3 separate regions of the Mus musculus genome follow, and all the other regions are linked to region 2. Evidence: chromatin contacts called from public HiChIP or PLAC-seq data. All regions are on one chromosome and are shown on one strand. The core of a region is the stretch at or near the end of the contact, and the rest is flanking DNA. Distances in the headings are between cores, read along the strand shown. Region 1 holds the start of Tcte2 (t-complex-associated testis expressed 2). Region 2 holds the start of Wtap (Wilms tumour 1-associating protein). Region 3 has its middle 7.7 kb from the start of Gm24867.

Evidence for each region. HiChIP or PLAC-seq counts read pairs in DNA pulled down with a chosen protein or histone mark.
Region 1: an H3K27ac HiChIP or PLAC-seq map of extraembryonic endoderm stem cells shows a contact between it and region 2, with 5 times the contacts expected there. The contact joins the promoter of Tcte2 here to the promoter of Wtap in region 2. A contact is called at or near these places in 4 of 39 promoter capture datasets (cranial neural crest, embryonic stem cells, neural stem cells and 1 more) and 4 of 115 datasets of contacts at active chromatin or transcription factors (embryonic stem cells, extraembryonic endoderm stem cells, pancreatic cancer cells and 1 more).
Region 3: a contact with region 2 is called in an H3K27ac HiChIP or PLAC-seq map of trophoblast stem cells, with 9 read pairs. The contact joins the enhancer-like site here to the promoter of Wtap in region 2. A contact is called at or near these places in 5 of 39 promoter capture datasets (the C10 cell line, embryonic stem cells and pre-B cells) and 3 of 115 datasets of contacts at active chromatin or transcription factors (extraembryonic endoderm stem cells, stem cell-derived neural progenitor cells and trophoblast stem cells).

The regions. Positions count from the first base shown.
Region 1 is chr17:13,758,716-13,762,738 of GRCm38.p6, forward strand. It overlaps Tcte2 (t-complex-associated testis expressed 2), which reads right to left and starts at 2,688. Exons shown (of 3, transcript NM_022311.3): 1 at 2,571-2,688. It overlaps Afdn (afadin, adherens junction formation factor), which reads left to right and starts at 1,826. Exons shown (of 33, transcript NM_010806.1): 1 at 1,826-2,063. The coding sequence starts at 1,959.
Region 2 is chr17:12,990,021-12,993,703 of GRCm38.p6, forward strand. It overlaps Wtap (Wilms tumour 1-associating protein), which reads right to left and starts at 2,239. Exons shown (of 8, transcript NM_001113533.1): 1 at 2,057-2,239.
Region 3 is chr17:13,681,166-13,684,964 of GRCm38.p6, forward strand. No RefSeq gene overlaps it. Among named protein-coding and RNA genes, the nearest start is that of Gm24867, 7.7 kb to the left of the region's middle. Within about 2 kb of position 2,141, at least 331 of the 459 cell types and tissues checked have an H3K27ac peak or open chromatin away from gene starts, as enhancers often do. A contact at or near this core is called in embryonic stem cells, extraembryonic endoderm stem cells and trophoblast stem cells, where this site is marked.

The DNA.
Region 1 (4,023 bases), core at 1,438-3,937, 770 kb after region 2:
CTGCCACGCCTCCCTGTTCTTGGAACACAGGCCTGGCCTACCACTCCCCATTTATCGCTGCGTCTCAAACAATGAGGATTAGTGGAATAGTGGGCCCAGCCTAAAGCTCTCCTTGGTTGAACACATAATAGTTCGGGTCTTTTCGGCTGTGAGAAAAATCACAGGTATTCTGTAGATTTCAAGCCGTTATCAATATACTAAATACTTACAATGCATTATACTTTGGGAACTGGTTCACTTGTGAAGATGATACAGATGGAGCTTTTTAAAGTAAACCAGAAACCAAGGGCAGCGGACATGGATTTAGCCCTGCACTGTCTGTTGGCTTCTCTACATACATATTTCTTCCCATAAAAACAACGCTGCAGAGAGCCTTTCTCGGTCTCTAGCAATACTGAATGTTCCCTTTAACAACACAGTGGCATGGGTGTTAGTTGTCTAATTGCTAGCTTTGCAAATTCTGTAAAAGCCAGTTCTTCAGCAGGAATACAGCTCATGCTGTGAAAACCAGTTTACACTGGCTCTGTCAGGGGAACTCTGAGTGTGGAGGCTAGTGAGGGCCTTGAGCGGCACTGACAGTCGAGTCCACTCAGAAGCACAAGGACTTAAAGGCACAAAATGCTAGGACAGGAAGACACATTCATACACATATGCTTTTTTTGCAAATCGCCCCCCTTTAACTTCCAGAAGAGGACGAGGGGTCTATAGAAGAATTCATTCCCCATGGCACGAGTTCAACACCAGGCTCCTCTGCTGAAAAGCCTCCTTATGTAGCCTTGCTGCGCTAGTGCAGTCGCAGAGCAAACGGAGACAAAGCCCAGCCTGGAGGACAGATGCTCTTCTTTCTGACAAAAGAAGAAATCTAACTGGTAGAGAGAAAACATATCTTCTCACTGGAAAAGGGAGAGAGAGCAGAAATAAAAGAGGGCATGTCAAATACAGCGTATTGCTCTCTTAGCTCCGGTGAAGGCTTTCCCTTAGAGCATGCCAAACACCAATTTTACCTGGATGAACAGGGGAAAACAGCTCTTTCCGGATGTGTTCTCCAGCAAACAGATTGTTTTTGGCACGGAAGAGGCAATGAAAAAGACAAAGAAACAAACGTTCTCTAAACCCCAGAGCATTTGCTGTTCAAGATAATTTTTGGGTTTCTAGGTTCACCGGGAGGCTTTAAAAGATTAACAAAACTCACGCTAGTGTCTCTCTCTCCCCGTTCTAACTCAGATTCGTTGTTTTCCCCGAGGTGGCATGCGCTCCGCGGAGACACAAAGGGCGCCGCCGCTCCCTGGCCGGGGTTGAGGAATGCGGGGGATCCAAAAGGCACCCTGAGCCGGAGGAGGGCTCGGAAAACATTTGCACTGACGCTCACACACAACCATAATAATTTATCTTTCCTCCGGAGAAAGGTCAGCTGGGATTTGACCCCAGCAGCCAGCGCAGCCCAGGCGTCAGGGCCGCGGCGGGATGGCCGGCCAGTTCCGCCGGCCGCGCAGCCCACGCCCACCTGTCCATCCCGCTCTGCAGCTCCGGGTCGCCCCGCCCGTCAGGGCGCCGCCCCTCTGCTCGCCAGCTCGTCCGCCACCCCTGAGCCTGCCCAGGGCGGACCGAGCGCGGCCGCAGGACCGAGCGGCTCCGGTGAGGACTCACGCCTCCGGCACAGAGCGAGTGCGGCCCGCTGACACCCGACGCGCCCCTGCACGCACGCACGCGCGCGCGACCACGCGGCAGCACCTAGCGGCGCGGCGCGCGCTCGCGGGGACGCGCACGGCGGGCGGGCGCGCACGGCGGCGGGAGGGCGGGGGGCGGCGCTCGGCGCACCGGCCGCGGCTGAGGCGGGCTGAAGCGGCGCGGGCCGGACGCGGGCCGAGCCCGGCGGAGGACGCGCGGCGGCGGCGGCGGCGGTGAGGCGGCCTGCGGTGTTCCGGCCCGGCTGGCCCTGGGGAGGAGCGGCCGCGATCATGTCGGCGGGCGGCCGCGACGAAGAGCGGCGGAAGCTGGCCGACATCATTCACCACTGGAACGCCAACCGGCTGGACCTGTTCGAGATCAGCCAGCCGACCGAGGTGAGCGCCGCCGCCGCCGCCGGGGTGCGAGGGGAGGGGGCCCGCGCGCGGGCCGGCGACGCGGAGGCCGCGGGAGGCAGAGCGCGGTGGGGTCCCGCGGCCGCCCCTCCCCCGCTGGCCTGCCCGCCCGCCCGTCCGCCCGCGGACCCGCCCTCGCCCGCGGCCCTGTCCCCTCGGCCTCCGCCCACCGTACTGGCCAGCGGGGTCCCTAGGGGCGCTCGTCCTTGTCGCCTCCTGCGGTGCCCCGCCGCCCGGGCGGGGTCCAGGGCGGCTTGGTGGCCGGCGCAGAGGGCGGGCCGGCCACCTGCGCGCGGAGACACACCTGGACGTGCACTTGTGTCCCCGGGACTCCGCCTGGCCACCCACGTGGGTCCTCAGACCCCACCTGTGTCACCCGCATCCTTTCCAGGCGCGCACTTGTGTCCTCAGGCCCCGCTTGCGCCCACAGGACTGCACCTGGCCGCCCACCTGTGCGGCACGACCCACCTGTGCCCTCCCGGCCCTTACCTGCCAGCGCACCGGTCCCCGTCGCGGCCCACGCAGGCCGCGGGCCTTCCCCTGCGGGATGCGCTCCTCGCCGCCGGTTTCTTTGATGGCGTCTTCGAACCGTCGGGACGCGGATCTCGGCCCCTCCGAGGCCACGTGACCGGCCGATGCCCGCGGCGGTGTGAGCCCCGTGCGCCCCACGGCGCGCGTGCGTTCTAGCCCGGCGGGGTCCGGTGGCGCGCAGCGGGCAGACAGATAAACCCCTGCTCCAGCCCCGTGCGCTGGCGGTACGCAGCGGGGCTGCGGGAAGCGTTCTGGACGATCTTGGGGGTGGGGTGAGGGCCGGTATCCAGCCAGCCGGTTGGTACCGGGGAGACTGTCGGAGGAGTTCCGTGGCCGGCGGGAAGCCTCGGGGAAGCCTCCGTTAGACAGCGGGCCAAAGGGCGTTTGGTTAAGTTGTGGCTGGGCAGACCTGTTCCACGCGACCCCACACTATACCCAGGACTTGTGCCGGATTTGGAAATAGCTCTGGCTTTGAAACCTAAGAGGTGCTTGCTGAAACACAGCAGCCAGCGCTTAGCCGCGAACACAGATTTGGTAGATCTGAGCAGTCTTCTCAGATTGACTTAATTTTGCCGGTGGAGGAAGGCAGGTTTTCCTCTCCTTCCCTCTCACCTTCTTGTGAGCACACTTGACCTAGTTAGAGCCCTTTCTCTCGATCCCTATTTGACAAGCTAAGGTAAATTATTAGGTTCAGGTGGCCAATTTGAACACCGGTGGATGTTAAGTTACTCCTGATTCATAATTCATCTTCTGTAACGATTTTACGAGTTGTATTTTAGTAAGCAAATTTACTGTGTAGTTAGTGTTCGTTCATAGCCTTACAAGCGACTCTTTAGAAAGGAGCCCTGAATCAATATAGTTTCAGTATTATTTTGTCTTTCAGAATAATTAGCTTGATTTTTTTTTTTTTAAATGGCAGGATAAACTTTGCAAGTAAAATATTGCTAGTCAAGTGAATTCCCTTGTTCCTCCCCCTCCCCCAGAGTTCTTATCTGATTAAGAAAAGATGTGTTTTCTGTTGAGAAGTAACAGCTTAGTGTTTTAGTCTTAAATTGAGGAGTTAGCTTTAAAACATTTTAAATTAAATATTTTAGATTTAACTGGATTCTATTCTATAAGCATTCACTTGAAACTTTATCATTTTGGAGAGATGAACAGTAAAGTTGCATGTTTTGTGGAATGTTCCCCCCCCCCCCCCCCAGTTTTCTGCAGGTAAAGAGTTGTGTAGACAATGAAAAAAATTACAGGACTTAAATGAAATTATCTTTTTCATTACCCTCTCTTACATCTGAACATTTCTATTTTTAGAAACAACTTGTAATTGAAAGCCTTTCATAATGAAATTAATTTGTTTTCAAAATGTAATGGCTAGCTCACATTTTCTATTTTGTTGTTTTAGAGAATCTTTGAG
Region 2 (3,683 bases), core at 989-3,488:
ACAGAAGTGGATGCTCACAGTCAGCTATTGGATGGATCACAGTGCCCCAATGGAGGAGCTAGAGAAAGTACCCAAGGAGCTAAAGGGATCTGCAAACCTATAGGTGGAACAACAATATGAACTAACCAGTACCCCCCTGGAGCTCCTGTCTCTAGCTGCATATGAATCAGAAAATGGCCTAGTCGGCCATCAGTGGAAAGAGAGGCCCATTAGTCGTGCAAACTTTATATGCCTCAGTACAGGGGAACGCCAGGGCCAAGAAGTGGGAGTGGGTGGGTGGGGGAGCGTGTGAGGGACTTTTGGGATAGCATTGGAAATGTAAATGAAATTTAAAAAAAGGAAAAAAATGAACTAGAAAAAAACCAAAACAAAAACAAAAAATACAAGTCATAACATAGTGTACAAACACACTCATCTGTTTAAGAGTGAAGAACTAAAGCACTCTTAGAAACCCATCTGCCCAAATCCTTAAAATTCAGTTTCAATCATATCAGAAGCCATCCTGTAGACTGCAACCTCCCCTAACTTGCCCCAGCAGTAGTGAATGAATGAGTGAAACCTAGCCACCTCAAAAATGTCTGTTTTCAATAGTTTCAAATCGTCTACATGTTTACCTATAAGAAAACATGATGCTTGGTTTAAAAGAAAAAAAAGCGTTTAAAAAAAAGGCATTTAAAAAATTTTTAAATTTATTATATGGTAAGTACACTGTAGCTGTCTTCAGATACACCAGAAGAGGGCTTCAGATCTCTTTATGGGTGGTTGTGAGCTACCATGTGGTTGCTGGGATTTGAACTCAGGCCTTTGGAAGAGCAGTCAGTTCTCTTAACCGCTGAACCATCTCTCTCCAGACCGCATTTAAAAATGTTTTATGAATGTTTTGCACGTATATATGTGCATCACGTGCACGCCTGATGCCACCCACTGAGGTCAGAAGTGGGAAGTCAAAATTCCAGAACAAGAGTTAAGGATGGTCAAGAGCCATCATTCCGGTGCTGGAAGAGAAACTGCTGAGCCAACTCTCCAGTCCCAAAGCTCAAACATAAGCTAAAGGGAAAGAAAGGTAGAATTTGTAGTAACTGATCTGTGACTTCCACCTATCTTTCCAAACAATAAAATTAACTAAATGAAAAGGCTAGGGTAGAGCGTGAAAACGATGAAAAAGGCGTAAATAAAACGTAGAGGATTATAACATGCTCCTTGAAGCTTTAACAGGCTCACCGATCTTTACAACCAGCTTACAGTGTATTCTTAGTCCTTTGGGGTCAAATTAACTGACTTCCTCATTCTCAAACCAAGAACTGTGGGCTCGGGGAATTGCTGAACGGCAGAAGGCTGGCCTAGCGTGCATGCACAAGGCCTAGCCGCCCCCCACGCCCATAAAACATGTACACAGAGAGGAAAACTTAGGTCTTGTTCTACCGTGCACCCGCTGTCTTATGCAAAACAATTTTAAATACGGTCAAATCAGCCATACAGAAATCCAAAACTAGACTAGAAGTTCACGAAAAATTCCACTAAGCTGTCAAAAAAAAAAAAAAAAAAGAACTACTCTCACAATGCATGCACTTATGTAAAAATGGAAGTCCACAGGTGAACGTGGTTGCAAAGACAAGCTACTACGTGGTACGGAATTGTTTTTAACAAAAAAAAAACCCAAAAAACAAAACAGAATGCTTCACTTGTGCCATACAGAACTGTGGGTACCTCTGGGTCCCCGGTGACGAACCCTGGAAGGTGGGAGGGGGCGACAGAGGCGGGGAAAGGACCGGCATGGCCAGTCAGCCCCGAGAGGGCGGCCTCCGGCCTCCCCGCCTCCCCGGCCGCGGGAACGCCCGCCCTGTCCCCTGCCGTCAGGGACGGAAGTAGAATGGCCGCGAAGCGGTGCAAGGATCCCCACGGGCAGCAAACCGCTCTGCCTAACGGGAAACCTGCACGGCCGCAGGCCCGGTCGCCCTTCCGGCCCGGAGTGCATTTCCCCGGGTCTAGGGCGGCCGCGCCTCGCTCCCCGGCCCCACAGGCCCTCGTGGCCATTCCCGCTGCGGGCTGCACCTACCTTCCCAGCCCGAGGCTGCGCGGGCGCCGCCAGTCACACAGGCCGAGGCCGCGCCGCCGCCGGCCCCCCCGCGCTCCTCCCGCCGCAGCGCTGGCGAGAACCTTTATTTGCGGGTCTCGCAGCCACAAAATGGCGCTGAGGGAGGAAAGCCGGCCCTGCCGCCGGCCCCGCCCCGCCCGGACTGCGCCCCGCCCCGAGCGCGCCGCGGAGACCCCGCCCGTGGCCCACTCACCCGAGACGCGCCTCTCGGGCGCCTCCTCGGTCACCGCGCCGGGCGCCTCTGGAGAGAAGGGGCGAGGGGCGGCCGGCTCGGCCCCGCTCGGGACCTCGGGGCGCGGAGAGGCAGCGGCACTACGCCGCCGCCGCACGGAGACAGTCCGCGGAAGCCCGCACCGGCCCCGTCGGGGCTCTGCAAGCTCAGCGGGGCTGGGAAGGGAAGCGGCCGGAGAGAAGGGCGGGCCCGCGAGGTCGGAGGTCACCCGCGAGGCATCTCGGGACGACGGCCGCTGCCGGACAAGCTCGGCGGGGCCACCTGCGGCTGCTGCGCGGCCTGGGCGGAGGAATCCGAGCCGACAAGCGCGTGATTGGCTCTTCCAGGCAGTCTCACAGCTCAGGATGCTTCCGCGCATCGTGCCGGAACGGGGAGACAGCGGCTTCATGCTTAAGCGCCCCTCGTTTTAAGTTGGGGGCGGGGGAGGGGGACTTAGAAGCCGTCGCCGTTCTTGGGGCCGCCGGCTTTGCCCCGGGGCGTCTTTGGGTTTGAGTCGAGGAGCCAGGAGGCTGCGCGTGTGGGCAGACTGGAAGCCCCGGGAAGGCAGCCGGGTGAGGGTTCTGGAGTACTCTAGCAAGAACAGCGGTGCTCGGCAGTCTCTTCAGCACTTCCCAGATGGGACAGTCATATTTAGGCTTAGTCGGTTTTATGAGCCCGGTTAATCCCCAGCGTAGGTGCCCTGCCTGAGATCATTTATAAGGATACAGTTACAGTAGAGACCAGATGCCACCACTAGGTAGTTTACATCGCAGGGTCCTTGGAAAACTAAAGAAAATGGAGAAGGACGTGAACAGATGGTTCACAGATCCTTAAAATATTCCATAGAAGGAGGATCAACTTTGTTTATAATGGAAATATACATTGAAATCCTGTTTCCTGGTGAGGATGCAGACATTAATAGTTATGTGTTACTTTGGAATGAGTCCTGGCTTGAGTGAATAAAGCAAGGTGTAGAAATACATATACACATATATGTAGGCACATATCGAGAAAATGGAAGAATATTGCAGAAACTTAATAGTTACTCAAAAGAGGGTAATGGCTGTAGGAGATAAAGGTAGAAACAGCAAGACTTGTGAGTTTTCAAAACTTATGAAACGAATAGGTAAAACAAGAAAATCCCTCCAGAGTCCAAAACAAATTGAAAGGAATCAATTCAAATTAAAATTGATAGCGGAACTGAAAGATACACAAAAGAAAGAATATAGCTGCAGTGTTTGAATTTCATGCTCTGGCTCTGTGCCTACAGAGGGCTCTGTCCTAGATACCTAAGAATCACTCAGTTTCACTAAGTGATTTGTAGTTATAACATTGTTGCTATGGTTTTGAAGTTACATATATTGTAGTACAAACATT
Region 3 (3,799 bases), core at 891-3,390, 690 kb after region 2:
ACCTGCACACCACATCCAGGACTTTGAAAGTCATGTGCTTAAATGAACGACACCAGAGAGCTCACTGGAGGCTTCAGCTGAGATGGAGGCTCTGGGAACACTGGCAGCCCATGCCTCAGCAGGCAGTGTTGCTGGCATCGGTCCCCAAATGGCTGGCTTTGTCCCCCTCTCTACAAATCCATCTGCTTCGAGAGAAGCATCTGCTCCAAGCAGCAGCCCTGAAGCCTCACCCATCAGGCGGGGCGGGGGCTCCATCTCTATTTCTAGCAGAAAAAGCCTTTGACTTTTCTTCTATCCTGAGAAATGAGCTAGCCATTGAGGCCAGAAAATTCTTTTTTAAATTTATTTTTAGCCGGGCAGTGGTGGCGCATGCCTTTAATCCCAGCACTCGGGAGACAGAGGCAGGCAGATTTCTGAGTTCGAGGCCAGCCTGGTCTACAAAGTGAGTTCCCGGACAGCCAGGGTTACACAGAGAAACCCTGTCTCAAAAAACCAAAAAAAAAAAAAAATTTTTAATTTCACACACACACACACACACACACACACACACACACACACACGAGAGAGAGAGAGAGAGAGAGAGAGAGAGAGAGAGAGAACGAGAGAGCAGTGCATATGGGGTAGGCGTATATGCACATGGGTATGCAGGTACCCTTGGAGTCCATAAGAGGGCGCTGGAGTTACAGGCAGTGGTGAACTGCCGGATAGGGTTGCTTAGAACTGTACTGGGGCTAAGCTGTATCTCCAGGTCCCAGACTGTTTAAACGGCTCAGTCAGCAAAGCCCTTGCCTCACCAGCTTGAAAGCCTGACTTTGGACCCCCAACACCTCTGTAAACATTTGGGTTCTGCACTGCATGTCTGCAAATCCAGTGCTGGGAAGGGAGAGTCAGGATTCCCAGAGCTTGCTGCCCTTCAGTCCTAGCAGCTTAATTAGTAAGCCCAAGGCTCAATGTTAGCACTGACTTTAAAAATCAGGTGGAGAGCATGAGGGGGAAAGACATATGGCCCCTGCAGTGATATGCAGAATTACTGTGTACACATGAACATATACGTGCACACATACACTACAATAGAACAATTTGTTCTTAGTCAGGTTTGAGCCTAAATGCCTGCATGTTTCTCCCATCTCCTAACTCTGACAGGTGGGTCAAGCTCTCTACAGGTTGTCAGGGCCCAGAGCCTTCTCAGGATCCTTGGTCTACATCAGCCTGTGACTGTGCCCATCTCAGGTAACTCTGGGAGAAAGCGACTCTCTCACAAGTCTCAGCTGCCAGGCAACCATGATTTAATCTGAGGCTGACCACAAAACCACAAGAGAATTGAGATGTGGGAAGATGAGGAGGCTGCCTGGGTCATGTGGCCAAATACGCTCGTTGAGATCTGCACACACTGTCCTCTCCGGTAAATGGCTTGCTGTTCAGCCCCAACAGTCCCCAAGCCACTCCAGAGAATAAGTCACCTTGGGGCAGAAGGCGGGTGAAACACACCTTCAGACTCTGCACATTCCATGGCCTATGAGCCACCAGCCAGATACTCCCTGATGTCTGCCAGGAATGTCTCCAGTGCCTCCAGGCAGGGATGTGGAAAGAGGCCCCTGGCAAAGCCACAGGGCAGAGGAAGGAGGAAGCTTATGAACTGAAGGGAGCAGGCGTGAGCATGTGGAAGTGAGTGGAGAGGTCTGCTGGAGAACCCGTAGGGTTATATGAGTATTAGCAAGAGCTTGACATGCCTTGCGGAAAACCCAGCACTGTGGCTGAGACAGTCACTCCCCATCCTGTCCCCACACTCAGCGCCCACAGCAACCAGAATCCTCTGCTGCTCTGAGGCTAAAGAAGCCTGCTGGGACCTGGCCTAAGATAGCCACACTCAGGAGTCTGTGTGCCCTGCATGCAGGAGTGTTGCCTGAACACAAGTCCTTTCTGTCCCGCCCTTGGTACAAGGGCTCCCAGGAGAGTCTAAGCCCCTCACCCCCGCTTCCAGACTGCCCTCCTCCCCACTCTCTCTACCTTACCTTGGATCACAGTCCAGCCCATACTCTGTCCTTGAGATATGTTGGGTTCCAAACACAGCTACTGGGCTCTGCACTTTACCCCGAATCTCTAAGTCCTAGCCCTGAAAGACTGTGGAGGCTCTGAACCCTGGTGCCATCTCCTTCCCCACACAGCCAGCTCAGCCCCCGGGTCTTTCCTGTACCTCAGAGGCTAAAGAACCTCCAGTAGGTCTCCCTGTGGCTCTCTCTCTCTCTCTCTTTTTTTTTTCCTTCTCCAACTGAAGACAGAGGAGGATGTAAGAATCTGCCTCAATGCTAACCGGGGACCACCTCGCTCCACCGACAAAAGCAGTTTTGTTCAGAGTTTTATCTGTTCCCCCTGGGATCTTTTTTCTAGGTTGCAGGGGTGGATCTGATTGGTCTCACCACAATGGTGAGAACATCAGACACCAGACACTATGGGGATTGGTTAATTATGGCAGGCCAGCCCACCCCAGGGTGGGGCTGCCTAGACTGCTTACAAGTTGTCTCCTTTCAGGGCCTCTGCCCTGGGAGGGGGAAGAGTTCGAGCCAATCCTCTGACCGCAGAGGGTCAAATCCCTTGACTGGGAGCTGGGTCCACCTCAAAGGCTGGCGCAACCAAGGACCCCACCCTGTATCTGCTTAGAAGTGAAGGCAGGGTCAGACTAAAGCTCCCACTGGGGCAGCCTGGGGAAGAACAGACCGCCTACCCAAGCAGCCCGCCAGGTGCCTTTGTTAAGAGTTGATTCATCCGGAGGGCTGGCCACGCCCGCCCTGGGCTTCCTTTTTCCTGGAGCGTGAGGTGATCCACTTCCTCTTTAGTTTAAAGCCGGCCTGAGTCAGAGTTTCTGCCTCTCTAGCTGGGAGCACCGCCCATTTCCTCCTATTCAGCACAGACCTAAAACCACACAGTCCAGTGTGATGCAGCCAGACCGAGCCTAGGATCAGCAACCTTGCAGGCCAGAGGGCCACATCTTGAAGGGACAGAGCACCAGAGGGCATCTTAAAGTTCTGATCGGAATATTCTGCTTGCAGATCATTGGTGCAGGGAAATGCTGTGTTTTAGGCCTGTTGCATTTTGAGTCTGTGATTATGTGCCTCCCTAACACTGAGATTAGGGGGTTGAAAAAAGGGGTATCTCAAAATACACCCCGTCTACCCTTCAAATAGCCTATCCAGATAGGCCAAAAAGTAAAGTCAAAACTTTAACGTTTAGAAAAAACACACTCACACACTCACACGCTTGCACAGAGAGAAAGAGAAACAAGCAAGATGACCTCTGACCCTGACCCTTCAGGCTGCCCATGAGGTCGCAGCACTAACATGAGTTGAAAGTTGCAATCCTCAAATCTCAAATTCATCCGGTCTCATTGTAAGTAAAGACGGGCTTGTGCGTTTAAACTTATATTCTCACTCTTTGGTCATCAAGCCTTAGTTCAAAGCAATTGTGTTAAATACAGAATTTATGAAAGATGTACTTCTTTTAGGAAAGGTTTGCTCTGGCATGTGAAAGTCCAAGGATAAAGATGCTGGCCAAGACCACTGGACTCCTTAAAATATGTGAAAGAGTGGGCTTCCAAGTCTAATTATGAGGCTAAGTTTTAGTGAAGCAAAGTAAGAATGTGAGCAAAGCACCCAGGAATCAGAAATGCATAACGGAGCAGGAGCAGGGAGCAGCAACCGAGTCGCATGGCATTTTGGGAGTAACTGTGCAGCTGGAACCTTCCTTCTAGAAACCCAAACTGCTTGGAGAGATGATGGCAAGAGCAGCCGCTTCTCCTGCAGAG